Regions from separate parts of the Hordeum vulgare genome. Here all the other regions are linked to region 1. Evidence: chromatin contacts called from public Hi-C data. All regions are on one chromosome and are shown on one strand. The core of a region is the stretch at or near the end of the contact, and the rest is flanking DNA. Distances in the headings are between cores, read along the strand shown. Region 1 holds the start of LOC123407919 (probable L-ascorbate peroxidase 4, peroxisomal). Region 2 holds the start of LOC123412860 (myb-related protein Zm38-like). Region 3 has its middle 54 kb from the start of LOC123412860.

The links. A called contact is a pair of places that touch in the nucleus more often than the background predicts.
Region 2: a Hi-C map of seedling shows a contact between it and region 1, with 4 times the contacts expected there. The contact joins the promoter of LOC123412860 here to the promoter of LOC123407919 in region 1. A contact is called at or near these places in 3 of 6 Hi-C or Micro-C datasets (leaf and seedling) and 1 of 1 datasets of contacts at active chromatin or transcription factors (embryo).
Region 3: a Hi-C map of leaf shows a contact between it and region 1, with 6 times the contacts expected there. The contact joins the enhancer-like site here to the promoter of LOC123407919 in region 1. A contact is called at or near these places in 2 of 6 Hi-C or Micro-C datasets (leaf and seedling).

The regions. Positions count from the first base shown.
Region 1 is chr7H:238,074,680-238,079,009 of MorexV3_pseudomolecules_assembly, reverse strand. LOC123407919 (probable L-ascorbate peroxidase 4, peroxisomal) reads left to right here and starts at 2,091. Exons shown (of 9, transcript XM_045101161.1): 1 at 2,091-2,366; 2 at 3,136-3,260; 3 at 3,756-3,805; 4 at 3,962-4,027; 5 at 4,107-4,155. The coding sequence starts at 2,254.
Region 2 is chr7H:237,907,456-237,912,257 of MorexV3_pseudomolecules_assembly, reverse strand. It overlaps LOC123412860 (myb-related protein Zm38-like), which reads left to right and starts at 1,720. Exons shown (of 1, transcript XM_045105805.1): 1 at 1,720-3,011. The coding sequence starts at 2,035. The coding sequence ends at 2,751.
Region 3 is chr7H:237,853,998-237,858,758 of MorexV3_pseudomolecules_assembly, reverse strand. No RefSeq gene overlaps it. Among protein-coding and RNA genes, the nearest start is that of LOC123412860, 54 kb to the left of the region's middle. Within about 2 kb of position 3,083, at least 2 of the 3 cell types and tissues checked have open chromatin away from gene starts, as enhancers often do. A contact at or near this core is called in leaf, where this site is marked.

The DNA.
Region 1 (4,330 bases), core at 842-3,341:
TGTAAAAGTCCTCATATTCCGCATCCAGACCGATCCGAGTATAGGTTAAGCTCAGGTTGTCCACGATTTTCAACGACTGGATCCGGTCGAGCGTCTCCTTTAACATCGAGAGGCTGCCCTAATCGATCTCTTGACGACTTTCGGAGTTGACCTCTGTGGCTTCCATGAGGGATGCGTATTCGACAAAAGCCGTTTGTTGTTGCTCGGGCACTGAGGTCGGGTTCAGGCTCGAAGCCAACTCTCCGACAAAGAGGGGACCGACGGCATGGTCGAGCAAGAGAGCCGAAGTCAAGGCTTCGGGATTTTGGAGCTCATCGGACGAAACCATGATCTTAGCGGGGAAAAGATCGCCCCGGAAGTCGGTGAAGAATTCGAGATTCCCAAACCTTATCTCCTGACCGAGGACGAAGCCTCCTACCCGAGGTGGCCGGTTAGGTCGATGCGTAGCGTGAAGCTGCCGAACGCGAGAACCTGCCTGGGAACAAAGATGTCCCTGTTGCTGATTTGATCGTTGATGATTAAACGAGCTATCAATCCATGTGGTTATCTCACAACGGAACTCTCAAAGAAAGCACCAATGTCGGTGTCAAAATCGGTGGATCTCGGGTAGGGGGTCTCGAGCTGTGGACCTTGAATCGATGGGTTACAGGGGACGGAGGAGACAATGTTTACCCAGGTTCGAGCCCTCTTGAGGAGGTAAAACCCTACATCCTGCTTGATTATATTGATGTGGATGAGAATTATAGAGTTGATCTACCTCGAGATCGTCTAAGCTAAAACCCTAGATGAGTCAACCTGCTTATACGAATGAAACCCTCTGATTTATATAGACACCAGGGGTTTCTAGGGTTACATACAACCGACCTCCAGCCGGGGACAGATGCGCCGATCTAGCCTACTTATCTTGGATGACACATCAGTCTTTGGAGATTTCCTTCCTGAATATGAGGTCGTCACACATTCCAGTCTTCAACAACAAGGCCCATTAGGTCGGTCTGTAAGAGATGGGCCGACCGTCCGAGGACCCCTTAGTTCCGAACTCCCTGAGTTGGTGCCTCCAAGGGTCCAATTGATTTGACTTGGTTCTCGTACTTGGTGTTTCCTTCTATGTGATGATTTTCTATTATATTTGGGTTCATTTATCATGAAAACACATTAAACAAATGAATTCACAAATACATGCAGTCATTAGTTGCTAGTGGCAGCATCGTAATTATACTCTCAAATATTCTGTAATTATTTGGTTTAAACAATGGTGTAGTGAGTGCAAAATATTACTCATCACATGACACCGCTAAAATGAGACATGACGACGAGAAGCCTATTTCGATCGCACCACCGCATTGAAGCCACCTTGGCGAGATCTTTAAGCATGATCCCAATGCTAGCCAACTCCATCTCCTCTCCAATCAACAGACTGCCGCCTTGCCTCTCCTCTACTCCCCGCACAACCGTCGGTATCCAATCCAATCGTACGCCGACGCGATGGGTAGTTCACACACTAGCGCATGATTCTCGGCGTTGAGGGGGGAGGGGGTTCTCTCTACGGACTTGGCACCGCCGCAAACGGTCTCTGAGTCGTTATCCTCCACGACGTCGTCGACGAATGATGATGTCCTGCTCTACTAGGATGACGAGGAGCAGCATTAACCGCCCCCTCCTTGCCGAGTCCGCGCAACAGACAAGGAGTTCTAGCGATAGCTGGAGGTCTTGCTCGAGCAGTTGCTCCACCTTTGTCGTCGCCCTCGCCATCTTGTTGTCGCATCAAGAGAAGATGTCCAATTTGCGGGACACCATTAAAAATGTCCTTAAGATACGTTGTAGTCTTGTATATGAGATATGTTATACTCCATCCGTTCCAAAATAAATGATGTAAATTTAATAATATTAAGCTAATATAGCTTTTATATTAAAGCAACGATACTTATTTTTTGATAGAAAAGTACAAGGTGGGAATTTGGCCGAGAAAAGCCTAAAAAATCGGCTGATAGTTAGCACAACGGAACAACTGACAGTTTGACGGCGGGGCCCACACGACATCAGCAGTGTACACATGTAGCGTGGATCCAAGTAAAACCAAGACGGCGGAACACGACTCGACGGCGCGGAGCAGCCAATCGCTGGCTTCGCGTTATCTCGTCGCCTCCGCCCCATTCACACTCCAGCCGCTGCTGCCCCTTTCTCCTCTTAGCCCAAACGCTCCTCGCCTCGCTCCCCGCCCCGCCGATCTCTTCTCTTCTAGGGTCGTCCGCGATGGCGGCTCCGGTGGTGGACGCCGAGTACCTGCGCCAGGTCGACAGGGCGCGCCGCGCCCTCCGTGCCCTCATCGCCTCCAAGGGATGCGCCCCCATCATGCTCCGCCTCGCGTACGTACGCCCAGCCCCTGTCTCCTGCTCCTACTCCTACTCCATACTGCTGCTTGCGTGTGCTCGTCTGCTCCTGGTTCACGCCGCCTGACAGCTCTCGAGGCCTGCGATTTAAACTAATGGGTTTGGTTTATTACTGCCGCGGCCCGCAGATATCAAGCCTCGCTGGCCTGACATGGAGTGTTCAATGTTTCTCGTATCGGTTTTGGGCAAGTCAATTTGACAAACACCTTACGTGCATGGTTTTGGAGATTCGAGCGATTACGAATTTCGGCTGTATGGCTACGATTATTTTCTAACGAGGAGGATATGGTATTTAGTTCACATACTGTATAGTGTTGTACAGTGGCATGAGAAGTTGAGAGCTGCCCCACATGCCAAATGTTTGCAGAATCGCTTACCCTTCTCGCACTTCGATCTCTTGAACTTTTCTTTACACGTGGTGTTTAAGGGAGATGGGTGCTATTATATGCACTTTGGAAGAAATATGTGATGTATTAATAGGATCAGCTGCCCATGCACACTGGGAATGCAAGGGATACAAACTTTGGCATCATCTGAAGTTCTGAACATGTAGATTTATTTTTTGATGTGTTGCAGGAATCCAGGTATACACTGCTTCCTCTGTATTGTATAGATCTAATAAGTAACATCCATAAAACTAAATCTGCCTTCCAGTTTTTTTGCCTGTGTGGTTACGGTTTGTGTGTCTCCTGGAGTCATATGCTTTTCCATTGGGAAGACTCAGTTTCTCCGGTCTCCCTTGCAGATGGCATGATGCTGGCACCTATGATGTGAACACAAGAACTGGTGGTGCAAATGGTTCAATTAGATACGAGGAAGAGTACACCCATGGTTCAAATGCTGGCTTAAAAATTGCTATTGATCTCCTTGGTATGTATTATTTACCCAATACCCAATATACTAGTAGATGGCTTTGTAAAAATATTCATTTTCTTATACGAGGGCCCTTTAAGCTAAGGAAATATGTTTTGGGCATTCTCCTTAGTTTCTCATAATCTAAAGTTCTGTTTCTATTGCTGTACGCCATGCAATGGCTTAAGGACAAGATTGCAACTGATTTTCCTTTGGCAAGTTGAACAATTTAGGATGATTGCACACGGAATTTAACAGTACCCTAGTTGGTCTGTTGTAAACTATTGCATACTTATGTATTCTGCTTTATTCACATCACTGCATGTACAAGTGAGAGAATTCTTAGAGGCTTCCATTTTATCTTCTGAGAGGGTCTTGACAGAATTGCAACTTTGGTACTAATAAAACTGTGCAAAATCGCACGACTAACTAATTTCAGAATTGTTGGTTTATTGTTGTCGTTCCTTTCTTCACTGCTGAAATAAGTGAAATTGAACTGTCTTTTGTTGCCAGAGCCTATTAAAGCGAAGCATCCAAAGATTACATATGCAGACCTTCATCAGGTAATTGACAATTTGGTTGAGTCGGCTCGTCTAAATTAAGCGAGCACTGACAGCTAAAACATCTATACTCTTCCACATATGTGAGCTGATGCTCCCTATTGAGTACAGCAAATATGTGAATTCTATAGCGATTTACTAACTACATCTTACTTCCAGCTTGCCGGAGTAGTTGCAGTTGAAGTCACCGGGGGTCCAACCGTTGAGTTCATCCCTGGAAGACGTGTATGTGAAATATCATTTCTTCAGAAATGGATGCATTGTTCCTGATGCTTATATATTAACTGCTTTGGACCTGAATCAGGATTCGTCAGTTTGTCCCCGTGAAGGACGCCTTCCTGATGCTAAGAAAGGTAACTATTGCTTCTATTGTCTCTACCTGTCAATATTTTCCTGCTATCTCAGCAATTGATCAAAATGTGATCTGAGAAGTTACTATGGCCAATGGGCTAGCATATCAAATGTAGTCACATCGATTATTTTCTGCACCAGTCTGCTCAGTCATACTTCATACTCTTGCCATTTGAT
Region 2 (4,802 bases), core at 471-2,970, 170 kb after region 1:
TTTTCATATCTGGAATACTCCAGAAGAGGAATATGCCAAATCTGTCATATGCAAACTGAACCTCTGATTTTGGTATATAGTGTTTATGATTCTGGGTAGATTTCCTTTTGAGTTTTGTGTTGTTTTTAGGCATGCAAGTATAGTAGTATGAGATATAGATTTGGGGTAAAAAAAACCCAAGGAATTCAATAGTGACACTGGATTTCAGTTTTGAGTAGTTCTGCAAAAGTGCGATTTTGTGATGAGGTGGTACTTTGTCATTTGAGTAGGATTATTTCTGTGTGTGCATTGAAGTGTATGCCATACATGCATCATATCGGCCACTGACATTCTAGTGTGTGTAGGTGCCACTGACATGTCGGCCACGGGGCCCACCTGTCATGTACTAGGGGTCCTAATGAGTATGACCAGTGGGCCCCCTGTTAATTGTGTGTGTTGTTTATTTTAATTGTTTTTGATCTATTTTTCATATCTGGAATACTCCAGAAGAGGAATATGCCAAATCTGTCATGTGCAAACTGAACCTCTGATTTTGGTATATAGTGTTTATGATTCTGGGTAGATTTCCTTTTGAGTTTTGTGTTGATTTTATGCATGCAAGTATAGCAGTATGATATATAGATTTGGGGTAAAAAAAACCCAAGGAATTCAATAGTGACACTGGATTTCACTTTTGAGTAGTTCTGCAAAAGTGCGATTTTGTGATGAGGTGGTACTTTGTCATTTGAGTAGGATTATTTCTGTGCGTGCATTGAAGTGTATGCCATACATGCATCATATCGTTTGTTGCATTATCACTTGCTGGTGTTTATTGGGTGATTGTTTCTTTGGGTAGCAACGGGTGTGGGAAACGAGTTTGAGGAGTCTGTAATTTAGCATGTGCCGAGTGTAAGCCAAATCTTATTACTCTTGCATCTATTATATACTGCAATATTTATCCTGCTTGCGAAATTCTTAGATGCGACTATTTCCTCTTTTGAGGCCTCGCCTTAAATAAGAAAAGTGTCGCATCTTAGTCGTTACAGGAGTAATAAACTGGAGAATAGAGGAAACAATTTTAGTTCCTTGCTATTTGGATATTTCACACCTCTTTTAATGTAAAGGTGTTTATATGAGATGTTAAGCACATTGAAAATTTTAGCAACTAAAATCTTCAATGCAATGATGTTTAACTTGTTATTGCTAAGCATCCTTCATTTGATGGTTTTGCAACTAAAGTTCTTCATGCTTTGATGGGTTTCTTTCATTTAAGTGTCTTGACTAGCTTCACACGCTTAGGATTGTTACCTCCTCCTTCATCATACTCATCTCTCTCTCTTAATTAACTTGCTATATTAGATTTTTTGTCTACTTCCTTCATCACGGTCCGAAAGACGTGTTTCGAAAATCTCTAAAATCAAGGTATTCGTTGACTGACAATCTTAACACCTGTACCAGGTACTCGTACGTGTTGAAAGGGGCCTCGTTACACGGTGGCGGGAAAATCAAGAGCGAGCTGCACGCAAATTCGGTTCGTGCATGTAGGCAAAGTAGGCAGGTCATACCTCATACGTATCACCGCCCGGCCGCCCCATGTGTCAGCACCGCACAGGCCGACGCCACCGTTCACCGTTGCGCACTCTCTAGCAGCCTACCTATACGAGTACAGATAGATGCAGCAACAGGCGCTTTCGCTTTGTACCTACCTCCGTCGTTGCCTTCCCCTTCCCTGCCTGCATGTTCGCTCGGGTCGCGCGCGCCGAGAAAAATCCCCGCACGCTCGACGAGGCCCGGTCGTGGCATGCCGTCACCCTAACCACCTCGACTCTCCTTCCACCAAACCAACCAACTCATCATCATCATCATCATCATCATCCCCTCGCTCTCTCTCCCGCGCGCGCGCCTACCTCCCCAAGAGAGCAGAGCAGAGGAGCCGCCTATATAAATCCGCCCGCCCTTTCCTCCCCCCCAATCTAGCACGCACACGCCACACGTGAGGGAGCCAAGCAAGGCGGATAGACGTACACACAACCATCAAGATCGGAGCGAGCGGCCATGGGGCGGTCGCCGTGCTGCGAGAAGGCGCACACGAACAAGGGCGCGTGGACGAGGGAGGAGGACGAGCGGCTGGTGGCCCACGTCCGGGCGCACGGGGAGGGGTGCTGGCGCTCGCTGCCCAGCGCCGCCGGCCTGCTGCGCTGCGGCAAGAGCTGCCGCCTCAGGTGGATCAACTACCTCCGCCCCGACCTCAAGCGCGGCAACTTCAGCCGCGACGAGGACGAGCTCATCGTCAAGCTCCACAGCCTCCTCGGCAACAAGTGGTCGCTCATCGCCGCGCGCCTGCCGGGGAGGACGGACAACGAGATCAAGAACTACTGGAACACGCACATCCGGAGGAAGCTGCTCGGCAGGGGGATCGACCCCGTCACGCACCGCCCCGTCACCGACGCCGCCGGCACCACCGTCTCCTTTGTCCACCCAGAGCCGCCCAAGGCGGAGCCGGTGACGGAGGAGAGCAAGCCGCCCAGGTGCCCGGACCTCAACCTGGACCTCTGCATCAGCCTGCCGTTCCAAGAGGTTGAGGAACGGCCGCCGGCGAGAGCATGCGCGAAGCCGGTCAAGATGGAGCAGCTGCAGGGCGGCGGCGGCGGCCTCTGCTTCCGCTGCAGCATCCTACGAGTGAGAGGAGCGGCGACGGAGTGCAGCTGCAGCAGCAACTTCCTGGGCCTAAGGGCCGGCATGCTCGACTTCAGAAGCCTCGAGATGAAATAGAAATTTGGGAATAATTATTCCATCAAACTTTCTGCTGTAAATTGTTGCTCCCTCCCTCCTACCAAGTTTTTATTTAGCTTTTAGGAAAAGATATACTACTCCTACTCCTATTAGAAGGTGAGGAGGAGACTGGTATTATTAGGTGATAGAGGATTTGTAGCGAGATCCTCTCTGCCCTCCTCGCTCTGCTCAGTTTCATGTAAATTATTACTGCTCCACTGATGAAATGGAATGGAATGAAATAATACAGTACTGTCTAACAGTGGTAGATACTAAATTCAGTGCGGTTTCCCATGTTGTCATGTCTCTCGAAACATCTCTCTCAAACATCCTGATAAGAGAAGTGGCAAATGAAACACTTTCCCAAGTAAGAATATGACAACTGAGTACTACTATACTACTTATCGTTAGTTAGTACAAAATAAGTGTCGTTGTGGTTTTAGCTGCCCTCCTTCCTCGTGGGATTCCTCAGTTTCAAGATGTTCTTGTGTACTTGGGTTATGGAGGGTCCGTTGTGCTGGTGGTGCAGATTGGTTGGAGAGGCTAGGGCTGCCTTGCCCTGTTGTGTTTCGGGTAGGGCGGCAGCAAGTTGAAATGCTGCCCGCCCGCCCGCTGCAAAGGAAAAGCAGCGGCCCTCCCCGGTTTGGTTGTTGCTGGATTGGATCGGATTGGTTTTGAGTTGAGTTGGAGGCGTCGCTTTGTGTTGTGTTGGTGCACTCCTGTCCTCGCTAGATTTTATTGGAGCCACTTTTGTGTTGCTTCGATGTCCGGACCGGTCTGAAGAGACAAACCAAAAGGCTGAAATTTTCCTTATTTTTCTTTTTTACCAACGAAAATGAACCTGTTTTTCTACTAGTACAATGACCGTGTATTGCTACGAAACTATAAAATACTCGAGTTGGGTCACTGATTTAGAAAATTGTTAAAATACAGTGGTGCCATGAGAAATTTGCTCACATTTCACTATTAGAAAGATAAAAAATATCACAAAATATCATAGGTCAGGCATTGAAGAATCTTAAATGACTATGATCCTTTACAAACACAACATTTTAAATGTTGAAACATATGAGAATAGACAATGGTACTGCACAAGGTCGTGGATCAGGTAGGAGGATAAGGTCTATCATCGTTTTCGAATTACAATATGTTCACTCTCTTTTTCTGTGATATATAACTGAAATAACTTGGTTGGAAAAGAAAAAGACAAGAGCATTATATTAAGTTGGAGTCGCATTTCTGCATTTGTTATTTGTGTCCAAGTGTTAGTCTCACATGAATAGTAATGTATTGTTTATTTGTCTTTGGTCCGACATGTGAGCACAAATATATTTGTTTATTTATGTTCATGGAAGAGGGCTATTCTCAATATGGGTAGTGGTGCATTTGTTTATTGATGAAGATTGTTGGTCCTACATGTGAACTCACTACCAACTTCAACCTTTATACGTAGGAAAGATATGAACAACGAGGAATGGGCCGATTTCTTATAGCATCTAGAGCCGGACTAATCAAATCCGATGTCCTACGTCCGCGAACGCACTAAACCATCCCTTATATCTTCCTGCATCTATATATCTTAAATCTGAGGATCGACTCGTTTGGTACAAAGGACTCAGGCCCCCGCGTCATCCTTCCTGGGCGACTCGGGCAAAGGTGAATCCACGCCCTTTCGAGGCCTCCCCCGTGCTACCCCTCACCTCACCGCCTTCCCATCGTCTTCGTCGAGCAAAGCTCGTGTGGATCTAGCGGCGGCGTGGCGTTGGCGTCCCCGGGTGGCTGACGTCGAGTTAGGGGATCTTGCGGCGGCTGATGGTGATGTGCTCCTCCGAGCAGGTCGCAGGTGCCTCGGGATGGCAGGAGGACGGTGGTGGTTGTGCGTGTGTTGTAGCCCGTGGTCGTGTTAATCCCTCCGATCTGGATCCGGATCTGGTTGGGTTGGTGCTTGGCCATGGTTGCGGTCGGGCTCCCCCTGGGCAGTGTGGGGGCCTGCTGCCGTGAATGAAGATGGCGGTCCTCGTGCTCCTCTTGCATCACGGCAACATCCTGCA
Region 3 (4,761 bases), core at 1,834-4,333, 220 kb after region 1:
ACCCCCACAACAAAAGTGGTTCCGCGGCATGCCACGTGGTTCCTCTGCACGCCACGTGGTTCCGCTGCACGCCACGAGGGACTAATGGTCTTTCATTTTTAAATGACTGTTTTAATCAAAAACAGATCTGTTACAAAAGGGATTTCATTTTTTGAACTTATTTGAACTGAAGACTTTTTTGTATATATATGTGGTCGAAATGCATGATACCATGAAGTTAGAAAGGGCTAAACCATTCAAAAGTAGCAAATGAAGTTAGAAAGGGCTAAACCATTCAAATTTGGAAACTATAATGGCACAAACAGAAACTAGACATATATAAATTGGTCCAAGCAGTACATGATACTAGTCCAAACAGTACATAATAATAGCTATCATAGATATATATATTCGAGGTGACGCTGGCCATAGTTGACGACTCGAATCAGAATGTCCACCTTATTCGAGGTGACGCTGGCCATAGTTGACGACTCGAATCTTGCGGTACAACTCGTATGAAACGTATGCATCTTTTTCTGCATACTCAATGTTGATACGATCAAGTGGGGCCTTCTCCCAAAGTTTGTGCTGAGACTTTGGGAAATTGGTCTTCATATCACCATATTCCTCGTCGATCAAGGCAACTGCCATATGAGCCATCGAAGTCCTGACATGTCGAAGCCTGAATACCGTTTGGAGATCAATGAGGCAACCAGTTGGTATCTCAATACCGAAGCTGTACCTCATCTTCAGCTTGTCGTTCGTTATGTCAACGGTAGCAAAGTGATGCCGCTGCGAAGGAAGTCCATGAGTTCTGGACAATGCTTGTCACTACTGCAACAGAAACAAATTAAAATGGAACAAATGTTACATACTGCTGCAATAAGGAAACATGTTTCACTACAACTAAAGAGAAATTTATCTTTAGGATTCAAATAGGACATATGCAATGGAACCTAGAGAGATCACTATAGCTATCCAATGGAACCTAGAGAGATCACTAGCTATATGCAATTTTCATGACTATGACATATCATATTGCTATCCAATGGAACCTAGAGAGATCACTAGCTATATGCAATTTTCATAACCTTGGATCAAAGAACACCACATAAAATTGTATCACTACAACTATGATTTCAATGGAACATATTGAACCAATCAGATTTTTCAGATTGTGGAACACTATTCCAATCAGATTGTGTTCCCTTCAACTAATCAAAATTGTTTCACTACAACTATTTGAAGCGAACCAACTATGATTCCAATGGAACATATTAAACACTAGTTGATTCTAATACGATTTTTCAGATTATGGAACACTATTCCAATCAGATTGTGTTCCCCTTCAACTAATCAAAATTGTTTCACTACAACTATTTGAAGGGAACCAACTATGATTGAAACAAATAAACTTACAATGTCATTACCTTGGATCAAAGAAAGCCTCAAAACTTACCTCGCCCATTGGAAGATCAAGACATGGTGTGTGAAGCATAGTTGGATGACGGCAACACCGCGTTGATCGGCCGTGTACTCCAGATCAAGCCCCAAGAACTTCTCATGATCCATTGCGGCGTCAAGCCATCGTTCCTTCAACTGTTCAAGAAAATACGCCATCTCCCTGCTCTCGTTCGTGTACACGACATCGAGCATGGTCTTGCCATGTGCGAGCACCTATCCAAAGCGAGTTGGCATGGTGGAAGAAGAGAAGGGAAGAAGAGAGGAGAAGAACAGAGAGCGAGAGCGAGAGAGAAGAAGAAACAGAGAAATGGCGAATCTGCTTCGGTTCGTGCTTTTCATCGCCCGAAACGACGCGGGATGCAAACCGTTTGGGCCTTTAGTCCCGGGTTGAGCCACCAACCGGGACTAAAGAGGTATACCAATGGTTGCCACGACTACGGCAAGCCACGTGTTAGGCCTTTAGTCCCGGGTTGAGCCACTAACCGGGACTAAAGGGGGATACGAACGGTTGCCACCACCACTGCCCACCGCGTAGCCCTTTAGTCCCGGTTTGGGACACGAACCGGCACTAAAGGCTCCTTACGGGCCGGGACTAAAGCCTCGAGGGAGGCATTGAGAATTGGGGCGACGTGGCCGGGCCTTTAGTCCCGGCCCAGAGGCAGGCCGGGACTAAAGGGTCCCTGCCAAAGGCCCGTTTTCCACTAGTGTGGGCAAACAACTATTTCTGCCAACTGTGCCTGAGAAACCTTGAGTCATCAGTGCAATTGTTCTGGCAATGCCCGATAGCATTAGCAGTGTGGTCGCAGGTGGCAGTGTATGTCGGTTGCAGTTCCCTCCACCCAACCAATTGGTCCTGCAGTAGCGAGTCAGCACCTATCATATCCAAAATGATAAGCAATGCACCGGCAGAGCACAACAAGGCAATCAAAACTATGGTCATCATAATCCTTGCTGCGATCTGAAAGGAGAAAAACGAATGCACTTTCAGAAACAAGAAGGGGCAAGCCCAAGACATCAAGGAGGAAATCAACGGAACCCTTAGACTGTGGCGCGACGCGGGCGCAATACATCTAGAGCACCCTTTTGGGGAACCACCATGAGAGTCTACTAGCTACCTCATCCCTCTTTTTTTGTATGTTCTTCCTCTTACATCCTTGATTCATTGATCACCCCCACCCTTTGTTGTATTGCTTCTCCATGTGCTTCCTGCTATTTTAATACAAGCCGACCATCGCCGGATCTTTAAGAAAAAAATGGCCGGCATGGAGGGTAACATGGAAAAAAAGTACAGCTTCTTGTCAGTGCAACAACGCACACCCCATGCACTTTAAAAATTGCATAATGCGACTCATCTTATGGTCCTTGTAGCCCGCTGAATTTTATAAACAGAAACGGTTATATATTGTTTATTCGCATGAATCAAGTTTCTACACCAAAACTCTTGTTCTTGATGCGTGTATAGACTATAGACCAGGATAGTGAAGTGTCACAACCCACAATCAAAGAGAGATCCATGGTTTTTCAAGATGAGGGTAGAAGACAAGAGGTCGTTTTCCATCATCTTGCAAGTGATCACCAAAGCTATCTATATAGTACATGCACACATCAGTCTGAATCGCCAGTTTTCCGGGTGATACGTTTGGTAGGCAGCAGGAGCTTCCACGCTCTTCCGGCTTGCTTCTTTCATTCATGTTTAATCTTCCTGCCCTTGGATTGCTGTTACTTTCACGACGCTGCTGCTGCTCAAATTACTCACAACGTCGCTGTGCGCTGTGGTGCGGAGGATACGTCTACGCATATGAGATTATCTTTCTTAAAACATCCTCAAGTGAGGTAACTGACAAGGTGTTAAAATCCGATAGGACAGGGGAGCAGCACCCACTCATGTAGTTCCTCTGTTTCTAAATATAAGTCTTTTAAAAGATTTCACTAGAGGTCTACATACGAAGTAAAATAAATGAATCTAGACTCTAAAATATGTCTAATATACATTCGTATGTAGTCTATTAGTGAAATTTCTAAAAAATACTTATATTTAGGAACGGACGGAGTAGTACTTGCGGTCAAAATCTGTCATGGGGAGCTCAAGTGCTGCTATGACATCAGCTACCGAGCCAACGCTGCTAATTAATATTGATAATTAAGTGGAGGTGGAGCCATTATCAGATCGGCGACGGTAGATGGAGTAGGACCGATCGGATGGACCACACACGCTGCTGTTGGGAGTTCCCAAAATCCAGCAGCGTTCACATGGGACAATGACATTCTTCCAGTGCTGTCACTGTAGTTCCGATCCAGCACGCCTGGAGTAGCTAGCTCTTAAAAGAGCGGTGAGTGAAGCATGGATGTACTTGGCCATATCATTTCTCCTCTCCTCTCGATAAATACGTGGTCATTGTATTTGAATTCAAATTGTGAGGAAATGTAATCAAACTCTGTTTTTCATTGATGAATGAACATATATATACGTGGAACAGTCGCTTTCAAAGAATGCGACGGTACGACGAGGCGGTTCCTGGAGGCGTCGCTCCAGGAACGAAGTGTTGGTTCGGTCGTCGAGATGCCCACGTGCAGTTACAAGTAGAGATTAAGTTAACTAATTACATTAACTAATTAAACTCTAACACTCCCCCTAATCTATACTTGTCCTTGAGTATGTTCATCATCTTGAAATAGTCTCCTCCAAAAACCCTATGGAAAAAATATGAGGAGTAGTATAGTATATGCTGCTAAAACTCCTTCAAACCCTGTGGGAAAATAAGGGGAAAATGATACAACATATAATGATTATTGCCTCTGTTAATTCTATATGAAATGTATCCATAAAATTAGAGGACAAAAATACCTCGTATATACTTTTCCTAAAAACCCCGATGGGGAAAAACGGACAGTATGACATATGATCTTATGTTGATATTGTCTCATTAAAAACCTTGATGAGAACTATGGAAGTACACTCATAAAGGGAAAAAGAGTGCAATATAATGTTTAAACGGGTTATTTTTCAGAGAGAGAAACTCCCCCTGATCTTTGCAAATCCCGAAGTCTTCGCATACCTATCCCATGAACATATTTTTCAAATGTTGAAGCTGGGAGTGATTTTGTAAATAGGTCAGTGAGATTATCGCACGATTTAACTTGCAAAATATTTATTTTCCCTTTCTTCTGTAATTGATGGGGAAAAAATAATTTAGGAGAAATATGCTTAGTGATATTGCTCTTTATGTAACCCGTTTGCATTTGAGCAACACAAGCAGCATTATCTTCATAGATAACGGTTGGAGATTTGATAAGACCTTTACCACATGATTTTTGTAT